Linked DNA regions of Mus musculus: regions 1, 2, 3, 5 and 6 are each linked to region 4. The links are chromatin contacts, called in public HiChIP or PLAC-seq and promoter capture Hi-C maps. All regions are on one chromosome and are shown on one strand. The core of a region is the stretch at or near the end of the contact, and the rest is flanking DNA. Distances in the headings are between cores, read along the strand shown. Region 1 holds the start of Rft1 (RFT1 homolog). Region 2 holds the start of Sfmbt1 (Scm-like with four mbt domains 1). Region 3 has its middle 7.4 kb from the start of Mir3076. Region 4 holds the start of Il17rb (interleukin 17 receptor B). Region 5 overlaps Rft1 (RFT1 homolog). Region 6 holds the start of Nek4 (NIMA (never in mitosis gene a)-related expressed kinase 4).

The links. Promoter capture Hi-C pulls out the DNA fragments that hold promoters and counts their contacts. HiChIP or PLAC-seq counts read pairs in DNA pulled down with a chosen protein or histone mark. Capture Hi-C pulls out chosen DNA fragments and counts their contacts.
Region 1: a contact with region 4 is called in an H3K4me3 HiChIP or PLAC-seq map of craniofacial prominence, with 4 times the contacts expected there. The contact joins the promoter of Rft1 here to the promoter of Il17rb in region 4. A contact is called at or near these places in 6 of 39 promoter capture datasets (3T3-L1-derived adipocytes, cranial neural crest, embryonic stem cells and 3 more), 1 of 484 Hi-C or Micro-C datasets (cerebral cortex) and 3 of 115 datasets of contacts at active chromatin or transcription factors (bone marrow-derived macrophages, craniofacial prominence and embryonic stem cells).
Region 2: a contact with region 4 is called in a promoter capture Hi-C map of liver, with 2.0 times the contacts expected there. The contact joins the promoter of Sfmbt1 here to the promoter of Il17rb in region 4. A contact is called at or near these places in 9 of 39 promoter capture datasets (the 3T3-L1 cell line, the C10 cell line, cranial neural crest and 5 more), 2 of 115 datasets of contacts at active chromatin or transcription factors (the SCID.adh cell line and embryonic stem cells) and 2 of 9 other capture datasets (liver and pancreatic islet).
Region 3: a promoter capture Hi-C map of pre-B cells shows a contact between it and region 4, with 4 times the contacts expected there. The contact joins the enhancer-like site here to the promoter of Il17rb in region 4. A contact is called at or near these places in 15 of 39 promoter capture datasets (the 3T3-L1 cell line, the C10 cell line, the HPC-7 cell line and 9 more), 2 of 484 Hi-C or Micro-C datasets (the HPC-7 cell line and cortical neurons), 4 of 115 datasets of contacts at active chromatin or transcription factors (astrocytes, forebrain, kidney and 1 more) and 3 of 9 other capture datasets (adipose tissue, liver and pancreatic islet).
Region 5: a promoter capture Hi-C map of hippocampal neurons shows a contact between it and region 4, with 5 times the contacts expected there. The contact joins the enhancer-like site here to the promoter of Il17rb in region 4. A contact is called at or near these places in 5 of 39 promoter capture datasets (the C10 cell line, cranial neural crest, hippocampal neurons and 1 more) and 2 of 484 Hi-C or Micro-C datasets (cerebral cortex and cortical neurons).
Region 6: a contact with region 4 is called in a promoter capture Hi-C map of hippocampal neurons, with 4 times the contacts expected there. The contact joins the promoter of Nek4 here to the promoter of Il17rb in region 4. A contact is called at or near these places in 2 of 39 promoter capture datasets (cranial neural crest and hippocampal neurons).

What each region holds. Positions count from the first base shown.
Region 1 is chr14:30,653,076-30,655,775 of GRCm38.p6, forward strand. Rft1 (RFT1 homolog) reads left to right here and starts at 1,300. Exons shown (of 13, transcript NM_177815.3): 1 at 1,300-1,400. The coding sequence starts at 1,338.
Region 2 is chr14:30,714,167-30,716,866 of GRCm38.p6, forward strand. Sfmbt1 (Scm-like with four mbt domains 1) reads left to right here and starts at 1,449. Exons shown (of 21, transcript NM_001166532.1): 1 at 1,449-1,709.
Region 3 is chr14:30,578,213-30,580,912 of GRCm38.p6, forward strand. No RefSeq gene overlaps it. Among named protein-coding and RNA genes, the nearest start is that of Mir3076, 7.4 kb to the left of the region's middle. Within about 2 kb of position 1,254, at least 67 of the 459 cell types and tissues checked have an H3K27ac peak or open chromatin away from gene starts, as enhancers often do. A contact at or near this core is called in the HPC-7 cell line, embryonic stem cells and pre-B cells, where this site is marked.
Region 4 is chr14:30,007,470-30,010,169 of GRCm38.p6, forward strand. Il17rb (interleukin 17 receptor B) reads right to left here and starts at 1,427. Exons shown (of 11, transcript NM_019583.3): 1 at 1,263-1,427. The coding sequence starts at 1,322. Chdh (choline dehydrogenase) reads left to right here and starts at 1,531. Exons shown (of 8, transcript NM_001136240.1): 1 at 1,531-1,764.
Region 5 is chr14:30,673,868-30,676,567 of GRCm38.p6, forward strand. It overlaps Rft1 (RFT1 homolog), which reads left to right. Exons shown (of 13, transcript NM_177815.3): 7 at 303-381. Among named protein-coding and RNA genes, the nearest start is that of Rft1, 21 kb to the left of the region's middle. Within about 2 kb of position 1,299, at least 55 of the 459 cell types and tissues checked have an H3K27ac peak or open chromatin away from gene starts, as enhancers often do.
Region 6 is chr14:30,949,954-30,952,653 of GRCm38.p6, forward strand. Nek4 (NIMA (never in mitosis gene a)-related expressed kinase 4) reads left to right here and starts at 1,424. Exons shown (of 15, transcript NM_011849.3): 1 at 1,424-1,765. The coding sequence starts at 1,673. Gm41121 (a long non-coding RNA gene) reads right to left here and starts at 1,481. Exons shown (of 2, transcript XR_874490.3): 1 at 1,249-1,481; 2 at 479-1,134.

The DNA.
Region 1 (2,700 bases), core at 50-2,549, 650 kb after region 4:
CAAACTCAGAGATACACCTGTCTCCTGAGTGCTGGGATGAAGGGATCCAAATATGAGCATCTAAAATGTACTGATAAAGATGGTAGTGATGTGTAAGATGACAGGCAGTTACCAGACAGCAAGGAAGGCCAAAGAGCTTTGAAAATGGTGATTGCGTATGTTGGCCACTTTAAAAAAAAAAGTATAAAGTACTTCCAGTCTGACCCTTGACCCCGATCTGTTCTGCCCAGGCCCATGATGTGCAGATTTGAACAAGGCACCTCACACCTCCAAGGCTTACTTTTCTCCTCTCGACAACCAGGCCAAGTATCAGAGCCTTGGGAAGGTTTCTACAGAGAACTACATACATGAAAATTCTGTGTCTGACCTTCAGTCCTCAGTTCTTCCTTTGCAAAATTGGGAGAAGTCCTGTCCAGCCCAGTTGGTGGAAGGGTTATGTAACTACATTCGTGTGATCGCCAATGGCAAGAATCTCACTGATTAGTCTCTGCTGAGCACTTTGTCCCGCAGCAGCCACTGCTGGCTTGTTTTGTTCTGTTTTCCTTTGCTTTGAAACAGGGCCTTCTGCTGGGGAACAGGGAACAGGAGTACAGGGAAGATAATTAGCAGGCCTGCAAATTAGCCCAGCAGGTTAAGAGCTTACCATGTAAGCCTGCCAATCTGAGTTTGACTGCAGAACCCATGTAAAGGTGGAAAGAGAGAACTGATGCCTGAGAGTTCACTGATACACACACAACTACACTATGCAAAAACAAATAAATATTTAATTCTCATCACTTGGGAGCTGGAGACAAGAGGATCGGGAGTTCAAGGCTATCCTAGTCTCTCTAAGTGAATTCCAGGCCAGCCCTGGCTACATAGAAAGACCTTATTTCAAAATAACAGCTGGAGTTGCGGCACTTGGGAGTCAGAAGCCGAAGCCCGCAGATCACTGAGTTCAAGGCAAGTCTGCTTTGCATATCGAGTTCTATGATAGCCAAGGCTACATAATGAGACCCTGTCTTAAAAAAAAAAAAAAAAAAATCAAGCCAAAAGATATCAGTTGGGGCTAGGGGTGCGCCCCAGTTATCCCAGTGTTCCAGAGACTGCGAGTTCTAGGCCAACATGGTCTACAGGGATCGGCGCTGAACACACTCTCAAAACAACAACAACAAAAATCAAGACACCCCAAGAAAATCAAGAGACACAGCCTCAAAAGTTGTTTGGAGTCGCAGCTTCTTGTGCTCCGCCCCTGCTGTCAAAGACCCAATCAGGAGCGAGCCTGTCCGTGACGCCATTTTTCCGCGACGAAGCGGGCGCGGGCCCCGTTTCCTCCTCGGAGCTGTGGCTCTGGGGCTATGGGCAGCCAGGAGGTGCTAGGCCAGGCGGCCCGGTTGGCCTCCTCGGGTCTCCTGCTGCAGGTACTCTGCTGCGCCCGCTCCAGCGCGTGGTGCCGCGGCCAAGCCTCCCGGGGAAGCTGCTCTGGGTCCCCCGCACTGCACAGGGTTCCACGGGGGACCACGGAGGCGGGGAGGGGCGCCGGGTCTAGGAGTTGGGAGACTGCGGTCCCAGTCTTGGCTGGTGACTACAAACAAGCCATTTTCTTTCTGAGCCTTGTGTTTCCGTGTGATGATAGGAGACAGTTTAAACAACTATCAACAAACAGTAGACAGAGGCTACTTTAATCTGATATTTTAAGGGGTTCATTTCTGGAGTGTTTCACTCTTGATCCTCAAAACTGTTCTTCAACTCTGATTCTCTTTGAGTTTAGAGAGCCCATATGGCGTAGCTAAGAACAAGGATCGGGTTCAGGCAATGCTTGTCCAGTGACCTAGGACAAGTCACTTCAGCCCCTGAGCTTTTAGCTCCTTGTTGACAAAAATGAGTGTAATAGTATCTAATTCAGAAAGCAATTTGCAAGGATTGTTTGGGATCTTTTGAATAAGCTCACTTAGCGCAGTACCAGCATCCTAGTGTGCACTTAATAAACTGCATCTGCTGTGTGTCCTTGGACAGACTCTTTTTTGGCTTTGTATTTTTTTTTCTTTCTTTTGCAGATGACACTTGCTAGTTCGTCCACATGGTCCAGAGTCCACCTTCACCTTTATCCTAGAGAGGCACAAAGAGGTTAGGAGAGAGAAGCAGGCTGAATTAGATTCAGGTTAGGTGGCCCCTTTTAAGATAAGAGTTACTTGGGTTAGGTGTAGTAGCTCAAGTCTTTCATCCCAACACTCAAGAGGTTGAGTTCTCTGTGAGTTCCAATCTGAGCTCCAGTCTAGATAGGGTTACATACTTAGACCTTGTCTCAAAAAAAAGTTCAAATCAATTGGCTTTTTTTCTGAGCATCGGTTTATTCTTTTCTTCCTTCCTTCTTTCCTTCTTCGTCTTTGTCTTCTTCTTCTTTTTTTTTTTTTTTTAAAGACAAGATCTCTCTATGCCTCCCTGGCTGTCCTGTAACTCACTGTGTAGACCAGGCTGGCTTTGACCTCAGATATGCCCTGCCTCTGCTTATAGGCATGAGACACCAGTCCTGGCTTTATTTATTTATTTATGAAAAGATACTGCTATGTAGTCCAAGCTGGCCTTGAATTCTTGATGTACTTGCTGCAGTTTACAAAGTGCTGGGGTAACAAGCACATACCTCCATCCCGGCAGCTTCCTCATTTTGAATGAGAACAGCACTGCAGCTTCACAGGGTGATTAGGGAGATTAGGGGAAATA
Region 2 (2,700 bases), core at 199-2,698, 710 kb after region 4:
ACCGCATGGATGTGTTAGCAGACAACTGCAATGTAATAAAATACACAAGCAGGAACTATATACCTTAAAAACGACCATGCAAACAAAAAATGTTAGTCATAGTAGCAAATAAATGAAAATGTGTGCTTGCAAGCATGTATCTATGAAGAAGGGTTTTTTTGTTTGTTTGTTTGTTTGTTTTTTGTTTTTGGCCGGGGCGGGGGGGGTGTTGGGAGGGGGTGGGTGGGAGCTCAAATTGTGTAGCAATAATTGAATATCCTTTTATATTCTTCTTTATTTTTTTTTCTTGTTACTTTGTCTTTTCAATGGTGCTTACACTTACAAAAAGAAAAAAATCATCTGGCGTTTGTAATGTGCATATTTCCCAAGGTTGCCCAAAAACATGAGAAAGATGCTAATGGGAGCATCCCAAGACCTTCGTGTGTGTGTGTGTGTGTGTGTGTGTGTGTGTGTGTGTGTGTGTGTGTGTCTCGCCTCCTCTTCTCTAAAAGAAAGGAGTCTTCCTTGAGTAGGAGCCCCTGACTGAGGCCATCTTAGGCTGGAGAGTCTGGTCTCATTGGCACTCCGGGATCCCACAGGCGCTGGGATTTTCTTCTGAGGGAACTTTCTGGAGCAGGTGGGTGTGCTTCCTATTGACACCTGTGCTCGCTGAAGAAGGGTTGAGTAGCCGAACGTAACTGCCTGTGGGCACCTTCCGATTCGAGGCTGATTCACAGCATTTTTGAGCTTCTCCTGAAGCTCTTAGGTCAACCTGTGCCCCTTTGCGGCAGGACAACTCATTTACTGAGCCTGGACATGAGGTACGTAGAGGCGTTCGAGTCGGACTCGGTAGACGAGCACTAGAGTGCCCTGCTAGATCTCAAAGAACGTGTAGGATTCCCGACGTGGTCCGGCGGGCGGGCGCAGCTCCCTCGGCCACGGTATGCGCCCCTTGGGGACCTGCAGAACTGCTGCCTCTCTGCTAATACCATCTTGCTCGAGGTGGTCACGTGCGGGCTACAGTGGCGCGCTTCGCCAGGGACGGATGGATCAGGGACTTCGCGGGGTCCCGAGCCGCTCTGTCCAGAAGCCCGAGGTGAGGTCTTTCTTTCCAGAATCCCAAGCAAGGCCAGGACGCGCCTCCGGAGCCCGAGGACGCCGTCTCCAAGCCGTTCTCCGTCCATGGCGCCGTCGGGGATCAGAGGCTCACGCCGCGACGCCCAGCGCCACGGCCTCGCGGGTGTCTTTCGGCGAGGTGCGGACAGGGGGACGCGAGCAAAGCGGCGGGTTATGGACCCGGGCCCGCGGACGCGTCGTCTCCCGTGCAGCTCCAGCTCCGCGAGCCGGTGGGCTTGGGGAGGCCGGGTCGGGAGTGCCACGCGCGCGAAGCGAGGGGCGCGGGTTGCCGGGAGGGAGGACCGCGGAGCTGGGGGAGGGAGTGGGGGGGCCGCGGGCGCATGCGCCTTGCGTCCGTGCCATATTGGAATGAGTCGGAGCGCGGAGCGCCGCCGCCGCCGCCTCCGCCGGAGCGCGGGTGCAGGGGGGCGGGGAGAGCTGCCGGCCGCCCCGCTCTGCCGGGCTCAGCAGGAAGGAGGGCGCGAGCAGCGCGAGCGGAAAAGGCGCCCCGCGCGGGCGAGCGCCAAGAAGGAAAGAAAGAAAACCGAGCGAGCGGGCGGGCGTGCGAGCGAGCGGGGAGAGCGAGCAAGCGCGCGCGCGAAAACTCCCGTCAGGTAAAAAAAGCGGGGCGGCCGGCTGGGCCTTCCCGCGCGGCGGCCTGAGGGGTGGTGCGGCGCCCTCCCAAAGAGGCCCAGCAACTTTGCCAGCGGGAAGCGCCGGGAGCCAGCGGGCAGCGAGCGCGCGATCTGAGGCGCCAACGGGCGGCGGCGGCGCGTTGGGCGGGGGGGACGACTGGAGTGGGTGGGGGGACGCGGCGCCCGCGCGCGCGGCCTGGCGCGGTCCCGAGGCTCGGCGCGTCGGCCGGCGGGGGCTGCGGGGACGCGCCCGGGCACCTCGCGGACGCGGCGGAGGCCGGCGGCGCCGGGAGAGAGAGAGAGAGAGGGAGAACGGGCGAGCGGCGCGCGTCAGCCCAGCTGGGCGCGAGAGGCCAAAGTGGCCGGGTGGCGGTAGCGGGCTCCCAACTTGCAGGCTCCGGTCCCCTGCCCCCATCGAGCGGCCTCCCGCCGAGCCCCCGCGGACCCGCCCCCCCGGGCTCGCTCCGGGCGGGGCGCGAACCCGCAGCCCGCGCGGCCGCTCAACTTCTCAGGGCCTAGGCGGCGGCGGCAGCGGCAGCAGCAGCAGCGGCGGCGGCGACAGCAAGCGCGGTGGCCGAGTCTGAGCCTCCACCGCAACCGGTGGCTCCGGCCTCTCAGGCGCTTCGCCTGGGGAGGCACCGCCGCCCGACCCCCTGCGCGGATCTGGGGAGCGTCCTGAGGCCGCTCGGCAGGTCCGTGACCGTTTCGTTTTCTGTTCCCAAGTCTTGTTTTGTTCGCTGTAAAGACGCTGGAGGGGCGAGCCCTGTGTCCTGGGAAGCAAGGCCTGCTCTTTGCGGAGCAGAAAAGCCTTGTGAGACTCGGGATAAATTCCCGCGGAAAGGATAGACGTCGTGTTAAGTTTCCCCCCCGAGATGCCAGCTGTTCGCGTGGGGTCTCAAACTAAGCTGTCAAAGCCAGGTCATCTTTAGAGCTTGCGGTGCAGTGGGGTGGGACGCGTCCTGTAGGGCTT
Region 3 (2,700 bases), core at 4-2,503, 570 kb after region 4:
GTAACTCCAGCTCCAGGAGATCTGACGCCTTCACACAGACACACATATACCAATGCACATGAAAGAAAGAAAAGAGAGAGAGAGAAGGAAGGGAAGGAAAGGAAGGAAGGAAAAGAGAAAGAGAGAGAGAAAGAAAGAAAGAAAGAAAGAAAGAAAGAAAGAAAGAAAGAAAGAAAGAAAGAAAGAAAGAAAGGGAAGGAAGGAAGGAAGGAAGGAAGGAAGGAAGGAAGGAAGGAAGGAAGGAAGGAAGGAAGAAAAAAGGAGAGTTTAAAAACCACAATGGAGGGCTGGTGAGATGGCTCAGTGGGTAAGAGCACCCGACTGCTCTTCCGAAGGTCCAGAGTTCAAATCCCAGCAACCACATGGTGGCTCACAACCATCCGTAACAAGATCTGACTCCCTCTTCTGGTGTGTCTGAAGACAGCTACAGTGTACTTACATATAATAAATAAATATTTAAAAAAAAACAAACCCACAATGGAGAGCAATAACCACATCTGTGAGAGCCAACGAAGAAGGGTGGGATAAGAAAATTCAAATTTGTCGGGCAGTGGTGGCGCACGCCTCTAATCCCAGCACTTTGGAGGCAGAGACAGGCAGATTTCTGAGTTCGAGGTCAGCCTGGTCTACAGAGTGAGTTCCAGGACAGCCAGGGCTTCACAGAGAAACCCTGTCTGGAAAAGAACCAAAAAAGAAAAAGAAAAAAGAAAATTTGAATTTGCTTTTTTTCCCTGTAAGTGAGGAGATGCTGGGAAGAGTGTGGGGGACCCCAAACCAGCCTTTATCCATCGTGAACTATGGCTCCTCCCTAGCCGCATACCCCACTTACAACAGCTAACCTAACTCTCCTCTTCTGTATATGTCCTCTAGCTCCTACCCATAGGCAACCTGCAGCTAGAGCAGATCTGCATAGAGACCATTCCAAGGAGCAGCAGGGAGTGGCTGGGCCCTGGTGGGGAATGACCATCCCCTGCTCTCCCTCCCCATCTCCCCAAAGCAGACATTGCTGGCCTGATGGCAATGGCAGCTGTCACTCAGAGGACTGAGTGACAGCACTCAGAAAGAGTCACTTCCTGTTTTCTTGTATACGAGAATTATATTTAAATTGGGATGCATATATGTGTTCAGGGGTATGTTTAGAGGTCAGTAAGCTAGAAAAGGGATCGTGAGAGTGGGAGAGCTCTTAAGGGAGGGTGGGAAACAGAAGAGAATGAAACTGATGTAATGGAAAAACAGAAGTGAGAGCTAACTGGAGGAAGGGAGGGAGGTGAGGAAAGGTCACGGGGTAGACGGATAAATGAGAACTAAATAACCACACAGTCAGAAAGAAGTCATATCGGAACACTTCTTATTTTTTGAATCTAACCTAAATAACTATTTTAATAAACATTTTTTGAATAAAGGCCCCAATTTTTTTATGTACGAGCAAAGCATAGCAATACATGTATGTATATAAAAACGTCATAATAAACCCAGTATTTTATACGCTAACAAAAATTAATGAAAAAGAACAATGACCTGGCATGGTGGCACACACCTTTAATCCCAGGACACGGAAGGCGAAGGCAGAAGGAGCTCTGAGTTCAAGGCCAACCTGGTCTTGTAGACCATTAAATACCAAGCCAGCCTTGTCTCCAAGGCCAGCCTAGACTACAGAGTGAGTTCCAGTAGCCAGGGCTACACATAGAAACCCTGTCTCTGGAAAAAAAAAAAAAAAAAAAAAAAAAAAAAAGACAAAAATCAAAACAAAAAAAAACCCTGGAAGTTTCTGCTGAGCCCCTCCCCACTGTGCGCTCTCTCAGCCCACTGCTTGAATTCCGGTTTTTCTTGTGGTCAGACTTGACTTTTGTCTTTAACCCTAAGCCTGGCCTGCATAGGAAGCAGAGAAGAAAGAGGGCGACACTGTTGAGTGACTGAGAGTTTGGGGCTGAGGCACAGCAGATGCTCAGGAGCCAGCAAGGTCACTGGGGGATTGCCGGGAAGCTAGGATTTATTCCGAGGTGCCACAGGGTGGGGGTTTTTATTTGTGTATTCTGTCTGAATGGACTCCACCCCACAGTTACCTGGCAACAGCCAAGTAGGTCTGGACCTCTATAAAAGGGGCTGCTTGCCCCCTCCTCTCTCTCTTACTCCTGCTTCTCTCCCTTGCCTCTTGCCCCCTTGTTCCCCCTCTCTCCCCATTCCTTTACCCCCTCTCTCCACGTGGTCATGGCTGGCCTCTACTTCTCTACTCTCTCCTTCTCTCTGCTTTTCTCTGCCTCTGCTACTCTCTTAATTTTCCTCCCCATGCCCTAAATAAACTCTATTCTATATGATACCTTCGTGTGGCTGGAACCTCAGGGAGAAGGGATGCCTTAGCTTGGGCCCCACTGACACACACCCTTCCCCCCACACCCCCATAGAACATATCTTAATATCTCTTTATCTTCTTCTTTTTTTTTTTTTTTTTTTTTTCTTTTTTTGGTTTTATCAAGACAGGGTTTCTCTGTGTAGCCCTGGCTGTCCTGGAACTCACTCTATAGACCAGGCTGGCCTTGAACTCAGAAATCTGCCTGCCTCTGTCTCCCAAGTCCTGGGATTAAAGGCGTGTGCCACCACTGCCCGCCTATTTTTATCTTTTTATAATCACAACAATTTGAGTTGGATAGATCAGCTTCTAGAAGTTTCCCTGGTGATAAATTATTTCTCTGCCAGTGAAAT
Region 4 (2,700 bases), core at 177-2,676:
GATTGGCTATGCAAAGAGGAGAAGAAAGCGGGGAGCAATGACTGCAGCCCGCAGGACACACACACACACACACACACAAGCTCATATCATACTTCTGAATGATCCAGAACTCAGCTGAGCTACTTAGAAATCCGTTGGGGACAGTGACCTCATCTTTCTAAAACAGCTTTCAAAAAAGTAAAACCCCCCTACTGTCTACGAAAGGCCAGTTACTAAACCCTTTGACGTTTCCATTAAAAGGGAAGAGTACTAGTTTGGAAATAGTATATTGAGCCTAAAACATTTATTTTAGTTGTCAGTAATCTTCAGTGGCAAGACACAATGTGACAAACCCAAAGGACTCTTAAGATCTCAGCTCTCTCATTTCCAAAACCTTGGTGAAGGCAGAAAGCAGAGGTTTTGATGGAGCAAATGGGGTTTGGATGATGTCATCCACTGTCCTTTGCTTTGTGACATTCTCTTATTAAGCAAATGAGCCACCTACTAGGAACCAAGTTCTACTTGAATGGGAGCAAGACAAGGTGTGTAGGAAAAGCCAGGTGAGGGCTCTACATTTTGCAGAGTTCATTCAATGTTCTTCACAGCTGCCCCCAGGACAGTTTTTTTCTCTTGCACAGAGACGGCAAGGGCTTCAGGACACCATAAATAAGCTGTGACTTTCCACAGTCACCAAGGATGCCTTCCAATGTGTGAAGAGAGCAGGGCTTGCATCTGAATGCCTTGTTGAGGATGCGCTTTTCCCTCCTAGAAAGATTCTTTCATTCATGGGGACTGGAGAAGAAAGGAAAGCTGCCTTCAGGAGTTAACATGGCCCTAGACAGAAAGGAAAAGCAAGCAAGCAAACTGATGCAGGCTGTCTGTTGACCCAAGAGGTGGGCAGCACAGATGTAAGCAGTACTGTCTTGTTTGTCATCATTAACCCAGGACAAGGCATACCTGTGTGAGTTGAGTACCACCCTTTTTCTTTTTGAGGAGAATACTACGACTCAAATGCCCAGGTGGCATCTGTGACAGTTCTAAACCTCATTCCCCTGGGAAGCAGTCTGACAACTGATACCTTCCAGGATGGCAATAGATGGGTGGTGTGAGTTCAAGACCCATCGCGGTTAGCTCAGGGGTGCAAACTGGCCCCTTTCTAAGGATGGTTCATGGACAATTCCTTGACAGTTGAGCTGGCAGGTTTTCAGGCGCTTGTCGCTTGTCAGGGTTCAGCTAAACGGATGGGAACCGAAAGGGTGCCCACAATGGAGGGGGATGCTTACCGGCTCTCGAGGCAGGGCGCTCCTGCACGATGCAGCCAAGATCAGCAACACTAGCAACATGGCCCGGCCACTGGCCACCGCCCACCACCACGCGGAGCTGGGGCCAGAGGTCCAGGGTCCTCTTATCCAGGCGCCCGCCGCAGTTCTCCGGGCTCCGCCTCCCACAGTACCGCCCTGCCCAAGCCGGCGCTGGCCTGGTCCCAAGACAGTAAAGTGGCCGCCTTGTCGCCCTCGGGGCTCGCGGGGGTAGGCGGGGTGCGAATGACTCAGGCCCGGGAGGACTGAAGCTCCAGCAGGCGCGGGGCGTGTCGAGCCCCGCGCACAGGTGTGTGCCGCAGGCCAGGTGGGGCGACCGCACCCGCGCCTGGAGCCAGACGGAGCAGCTCGCGGCACTCCCGGGACGCCAGTTAAAGAGCAGCGGGCGAGGATCAGCGGCCACTGCCTTCTCGGCTCTCCTGGCTCCTGTCCTTCGCGTCCTGGCCCAGGTGCGGAGTTGTCCCGGGTGAGTAGCTAGCTTTTCAGGTCCTAGGCTGGGTGAGGACCTGAAGCGGAGGGGCTCAAGCCACTGAAACCTTCTGGGTTTTGAGAGAACTAGCGACAGGAACTTAACAGTTACAAGGTAACAGTGATAGGAATCTCCACCCCTGGCCTCTCAGGCTTTCTGGTTAAGTGTACTCCTATAGAATGAGGCCTGGCGGTTACATCTGGGGTCCCGAAGCTGGTGTCTCAGCACTGTGGGTTCCGAGCTAAGGTTCTGACATTTGGCAGTGCTGCTTCTGCCTGAGTGAGATCTGCCCGACTCTCCACCACCTCTCGGACCTTAATTTTGGGAAGGTGGGCCAGGGACCATCCTTTTGAGATGAAATGGCTTGAGAGGGGGATAGCCCAGTATCATTTGGGGTTAGAGAAAGGGCTACAGAGCCTGGAATTCTGCTGCTTCAGCCCTTCCTATATCGTTAGCAGAGCTGGGCTCACCAGACACGTAGACAGTGGAATTGGAGAGAGCTTCAGGCACAAGTCCTGCTTCTCCCTGCTAAGAGGTTGGGTGGAGTCAAGTGGCTGTATTTGCTGAAGCCCGACTGGGATACAGACTAAATTCATCAGTGAGACAGACTTCAGGTGAAGATTCTGGTTTTGATTCACCTGGAGAAGGCTCCGTCCCTAGCCTCTGTTGGATTGCAAGGAATAGTTTCCTGAGAAACTTGTTCTGGTGCCTGACCAAGGAGATTGACAGAAGGGAGGTTGTAGCCCCACCCTCGCCTGGAACTGGGCCATCCTGGGCTCCCACTCAACCTCAGCGAGCCGTTCAGGCTCAGTGGTTCCTGGGAACAATAAGCTTTCATAGCAGCCTTTCTGACCGGTAAACCCTTGCCTGCTACCAGGGTGCAAAGGTGCATGCTCTTGGCATGGAGCTGAGCACTGTGACAGGAACATGCAA
Region 5 (2,700 bases), core at 49-2,548, 670 kb after region 4:
AAGAGAAGGGGCTGGGGTCCCACACTGCCCTTCAAAGCACACCCTTGGTGGCCTAAGCCCTTCTCACTGGGCACCCTTAAAAGGCTCTGCCACCTTCCAATCAGGTCAACACATGGCCGTAGGAAACATTCACGATTCAAATCTTATCCGTCATATACATTTTCTGGTATGTTTGGATGTCTTCTATGCTCTTAGCACTGATTGAAGAGTCAGGGGAAACTATTCAAGTTGGGGCCGTATGGACTGCCCAGGCTTAGATCTGAAAAGCTGGAGATGTGGTTTTATGCTCATTTTTCTTTCAGGCATTTGTCAACTGGAAGGAGGCAGGATTGGCTTGGAGCTTCTTCAAACAGTCGTTCTTGAAGCAGATTTTGACAGAAGGTGAGTAAAGCAGAGTTCACATTGAGCAGTTGGGAGATCATAGAAGATACAAAAGGATTCCACGGGACTGCTGACACCAGAACACTTGTCTGGGGCCCGCAGCAGAGGACCCTTAGAGATGTGCTTGCTCTATCTGCTTTTAAATAAGATAGGGAACCAATATTTATTTAACTTTATGTTTTACTTAAGTTGTCTGCCTTAAATCACTCCACAGCCTTACAGAAGATAGTCTCTCCCTCTGTGTAGGGATGTGGAATTGAAATCCAAGTCTTTGTTAGTCAGCTTCCTGTTACTGTGGCAGATTACCCAAAGTAACCAGCTTAAAGGAAGGAGAGGTTCAGGGTGGCCACAGCTTTAACTCACGGTTACTCGCCTTTGTTGCCAAAGTGAAGCAGTGTGTCATGGTGCTAGTGTATGCAGAGAGGCTGTTGTGTGTCATGGTGCTAGTGTATGCAGAGAGGCTGTTGTATGTCATGGTGCTAGTGTATGCAGAGAGGCTGTTGGGAAACAGAGTTTTAATATGTCCTTCAACAGTATGCTCCTGTCACCTGGCTTTCTCCCTCTAGGCTCTATCTCCTGAGGGTTTCAGGAGGACCATGGGCTGGGCTCAAAGCTTAAATACATGGAAACGCTTTATACTTAAGCTGCAGCAAAACCTAACTGGAAAAGCCCATAGTAAATCATTTAAAATATTTATTATAAACGTGTATTATATGGCAGAAAATTAGAGAAAAACAAAATCTCATTATCAGATCCTAGCTTTTTATACATTTTCCAGCCATTTTCTGAACGGTTCTGTTTGTGGTAGTGAGAGCATATATGCTTCCACCCCACGTTTCCTGTACACTGTGGGTGCTGAGAACAACCACAGATAAGCAGCAAGCATGGCCTCAAGGAGCTTCTCTTGCCAAGCCACTGCTGTGAAGTACTTAGCTAGTGCATGGCTGTGGGCGGGGCTTGGAGACTTAGCACAGGCTCTGTACGGGCCCTTGTTTACTAGAGCTCTGTTAAGAAGCCAAAGAGGAAAAGAGATGTGAACATCTGAGAGGTCTCCTGTCCAAGGGAGCTCATGAGGAGGAGAGCCCATTGTCCTGCCGGAGGGGCCTGAAAAAACCCATTGTAGAAGGCTAAGATACTCCAGTCAGTCGGGTTCAGACTGAACCAGGATGACAGTGTGACAGACAGGGTGAGGCTGAAGAAAGGAGGCCAAAAAGAAAGCTGGAGTTAGTATATAAAAGGCCTCCAGTGCAGAGTTAAGGAGCCTCCATGCTTTGCAGGTATTAAGGAACTATTTGAAGACGTGAACTCAGGATTGACAGGGGATTATACAATTGTGCCTTGGTATCAGGTTTTGGTTCTTAGACCAATCCCAGATATTTTAAAATCTAAGGTGCTCAAGTCCCTGTGTAAAATGGTGTATTTTTTGTGTATAACCTAGACATACTCTTCTTTATGCTTTAATTGTACCTAGTGCAATGCAAGTGCTATGCGGAGCTATTGTTGTACTATTTGTTTAGGAAACAATTTATTATTTGTTATTACTATAATAATAATAAAAGCATCCATACACATAAAGTCATGTTCAGTGCAAATGCACTTTTTGGGATGTTTTTGATTTATAGTTAGTTGAATCATTAGAATCACAAACCCTCAGATATGGAGGCTAGCTGTATTTACAAAACCTAGAACTGTTTGAAGTTAGAGGGTCAGAATAGCACAGAGATAGGACCTAAGAAGTCCCTGTCACAGTTGTCTTTACAGGGAGACAGGTCAGAGAGAGGAGTCTTGAGAGAAGAGGGAGTCTGGCCTTATAATGAATTCTTTTTGAGTTCCCAGGAGGAGAGAACTTAATCTTTGGGGTTGTGGCCACTGTTTGGTGCCCTGTCTCTGTCATGGCCAGGGCGTTTCATATGTGGAAATGAAAATTCAAGCCAGGCATGCTGGCGTACACCTTTAATTACAGCATTTGGGAAGCAGAGGCAGGTAGATTTCTGAGCTTCAGGCCTGCCTGGTCTATAGAGTGAGTTCCAGGAAACACAGAGAAACCCTGTTTCAGAGAAAGAGAGACAGAGACAGACAGAGAGAGACAGACAGAGACCAAGAGAGACAGAGACAGAGTTAGAGAGAGTATCTGGCCTCCCTTAAGACTTGGAAGCCGTTTTCACCTTTAACATTTGAGCAGTCTCCCCTTATTTTATTGTTAAATAGTATGGTTTTGAAATAATTTTTGCTTGTTTTTAAGTTGGCTTCAAGATTCTGTCAATAGAGACCTCGGCACTTTCTGAACTGTTGCTGTGAGGTACTGTGAAATCAGTGTTA
Region 6 (2,700 bases), core at 174-2,673, 940 kb after region 4:
TCTGGTGTGTCTGAAGACAGCTACAGTGTACTTACGTATAATAAATCTTTAAAAAAAAAAAAAAAGAAAGGAAGGAAGGAAGGAAGAAAGAAAACCAAACAAAGTGGAACCTTAAATAAATATTGAATTCTAGTTAGTGATATTGCTAAAGATAAACAAAAGCAAACATTTGCTAGAGCAGAGGGGGCAGACTGCTGTGTAGTAACTATTGACAGTAGCAGGGAAAGTTGCGCTTCATTCAACTGTGCAGAGGTAACTGGGCCTTTTAAGACGAGAATGAGGGCTGGGCATGGGGGCACACACCTATAATTCTACACTCAAGGCGGAGCCAGGCCGATCTCTAAAACCCTGGATTACATGGTGACATGAGACCTCTTCTAAGACACGCGCTCGCACGCGTGCACACAAACACACACACACACACACACACACACGCACACTCACACACGCACCAACAAACAATGAAGGGAAAATAGGAAAATAGAGAAATGAGAAACGGAATTCCTTAGAAAAATGAAAAAAATTACAAAGGTTTGGGAGCATGTTACTATTACATGGCTGTAAACTCAACACACAAGAGTAGGATTGCAAGATGAGCTGTAGAGGAAGATCTTATCTCAACAACAGTAACATAATAATAATAATAAATAATAACAGTTGGTCATTGTAAAAGCAATTACAATTTACTAGTTGGCAATTATAGAAGATGGGATTATATCTTCCCACACAAAATGGGAAACAGACGCCAAAATTTTTTGATGATTTACATTTCAAAGGAAGGGCTTTCTGTCCTGGAGGAAAACATTTCTGGCTTGTAGAAGACATATGCATATATATCTCAACGGGACAGAGGGATAATGAGTAACTGTGCGCCTGTTTAAAAGTAAATTCTTCAGGCAAGGCAGGTAGCTCTTTTCGCAGCCTTGTGCATTCACAGACAGGCGTTAAAAGGGGGCCTTGGTGCTCCGTGGAAGCAGCATGTGAAGTTCTGGCAAGCCTTTCAGGATGGTGGGTTTGCAATCATTCTGTGAGAGATCTTTGCCAGTCTCAGTAAAGCAGGCTGAAACTTTGAGGGATGAAGTGTATTGACGTCTTCACCAAATGCACCAAAACGGCAGGCCGAATACTGACACGCTACAAAACAAATAGAGCAAACATCATTGGTGAAGCCTAGAGTTGGCCACTCTTTTAACTGAATGTGAGCCAAGCACATAGCCGGTTAATATTTGTAGAACGAATGAACCATACGCGTAACTCGCTTAGAACCAGAAAGGATTCAATGAGCAAATGTAGAACCAAAACGCAGGAAGTGCGGCTCGGGAGTCGCTCTGGCCTTCCAGGAGCGAAGCTCTATGGCAGGTCCTCCGGGGCTGCCGAACCGCTCTGGCCGCTTCCGCGACGGCTCGATGGTAGGTCCTCCCCCAAGCACGAGGAGCAGCTCTGGCCACCGCTAGGTCGACTCTATGGCGCGTCTTCCAACTCTGAGCATGCGCAGGACTACCCCGCCAGTATCGCTATGGTAGCGGCGTCCGGGTGGGCCGGGCCTCGAAGCTCCTGCCCGCGGTGGGCCGCGTTTATGGAGTACTTCACCTCCCGTCTGGCATGAGCGGGGCCTCCCGCAGCCTTACGCGCCGCTGCCACAGCTTCCCGACTGTAGGCCTCCTTCGGGAACATGCCCCAGGCCGCATACTGCTACATGCGGGTCGTGGGCAGGGGTAGTTACGGGGAGGTGACGCTCGTGAAGCATCGGCGAGACGGCAAGCAGGTCGGGGACTTGGGACCTGGCCGGGGCGATGAGGGAAGGGATACGTCTAGGGCATCCTCAAATGTACAGGCCCGGAGTGATGGGCAGGGACTCTTCTCAGATAAGAGGTCAGCTTCTCAACTTCCCCTATAATAGGAGCCCCGGATTTTGTCTATTCTTCGGTATTAGTTTTCTTTATCTGCAAACCTCCTGTCACCTGAAATTTTCTTGAGAACAGGGGCCATGTGTTCCCAAAGCCTAGTTCAGGGCCACCGTGCAAGCCCTGTCTCTTGTGTAGTTTGTACTCCTTAAAAACTCATCTCAGCATCTTCTCGCCAGCACTTTCTCATGGACCCTATTTCAGTGAGTAGCTTGACCAGCCATGCAGTTTCCTAAGCTGGTAACAATTACCTTTAATGTCCCCAACGCTGGTTCTATTCCTGTCACTAGGTCAAACCGGCATCTCCACCCTAGTACAGGCCACCAGTCTTTCTGGCTAAATGCCCACTCCCCAACTAGTTCCTGCTGCCTGCTTTTTTTTCCCCTCTAACCTGTCTCTTCTACTGCAGTCATCTTTCTTTCTTTCTTTCTTTCTTTCTTTCTTTTTGTTTGTTTGTTTGGAGACAGGGTTACTCTGTATAGTTCTGGCTGTCCTGGAACTCACTTTGTAGACCAGGCTGGCCTCGAACTCAGAAATCTGCCTGCCTCTGCCTCCCAAGTGCTGGGATTAAAGACATGCGCCACCACCGCCCGGTTTGCAGACATCTTTCTTAAACTCAAATCTGATGTTACTCCTTTATGTAAATTACTTTATGCCATCACCCAGAGTCTAATGAACCAGTTCTTCAGTATTCTTTGCTATCAGGGTGGCCATAGAATGTTGTGCACAAACAGGCACAATTATGAAACTGATGAGCGATGTTTCATAGTTCTTAGTTCTACCAAGCCAGTGGCAG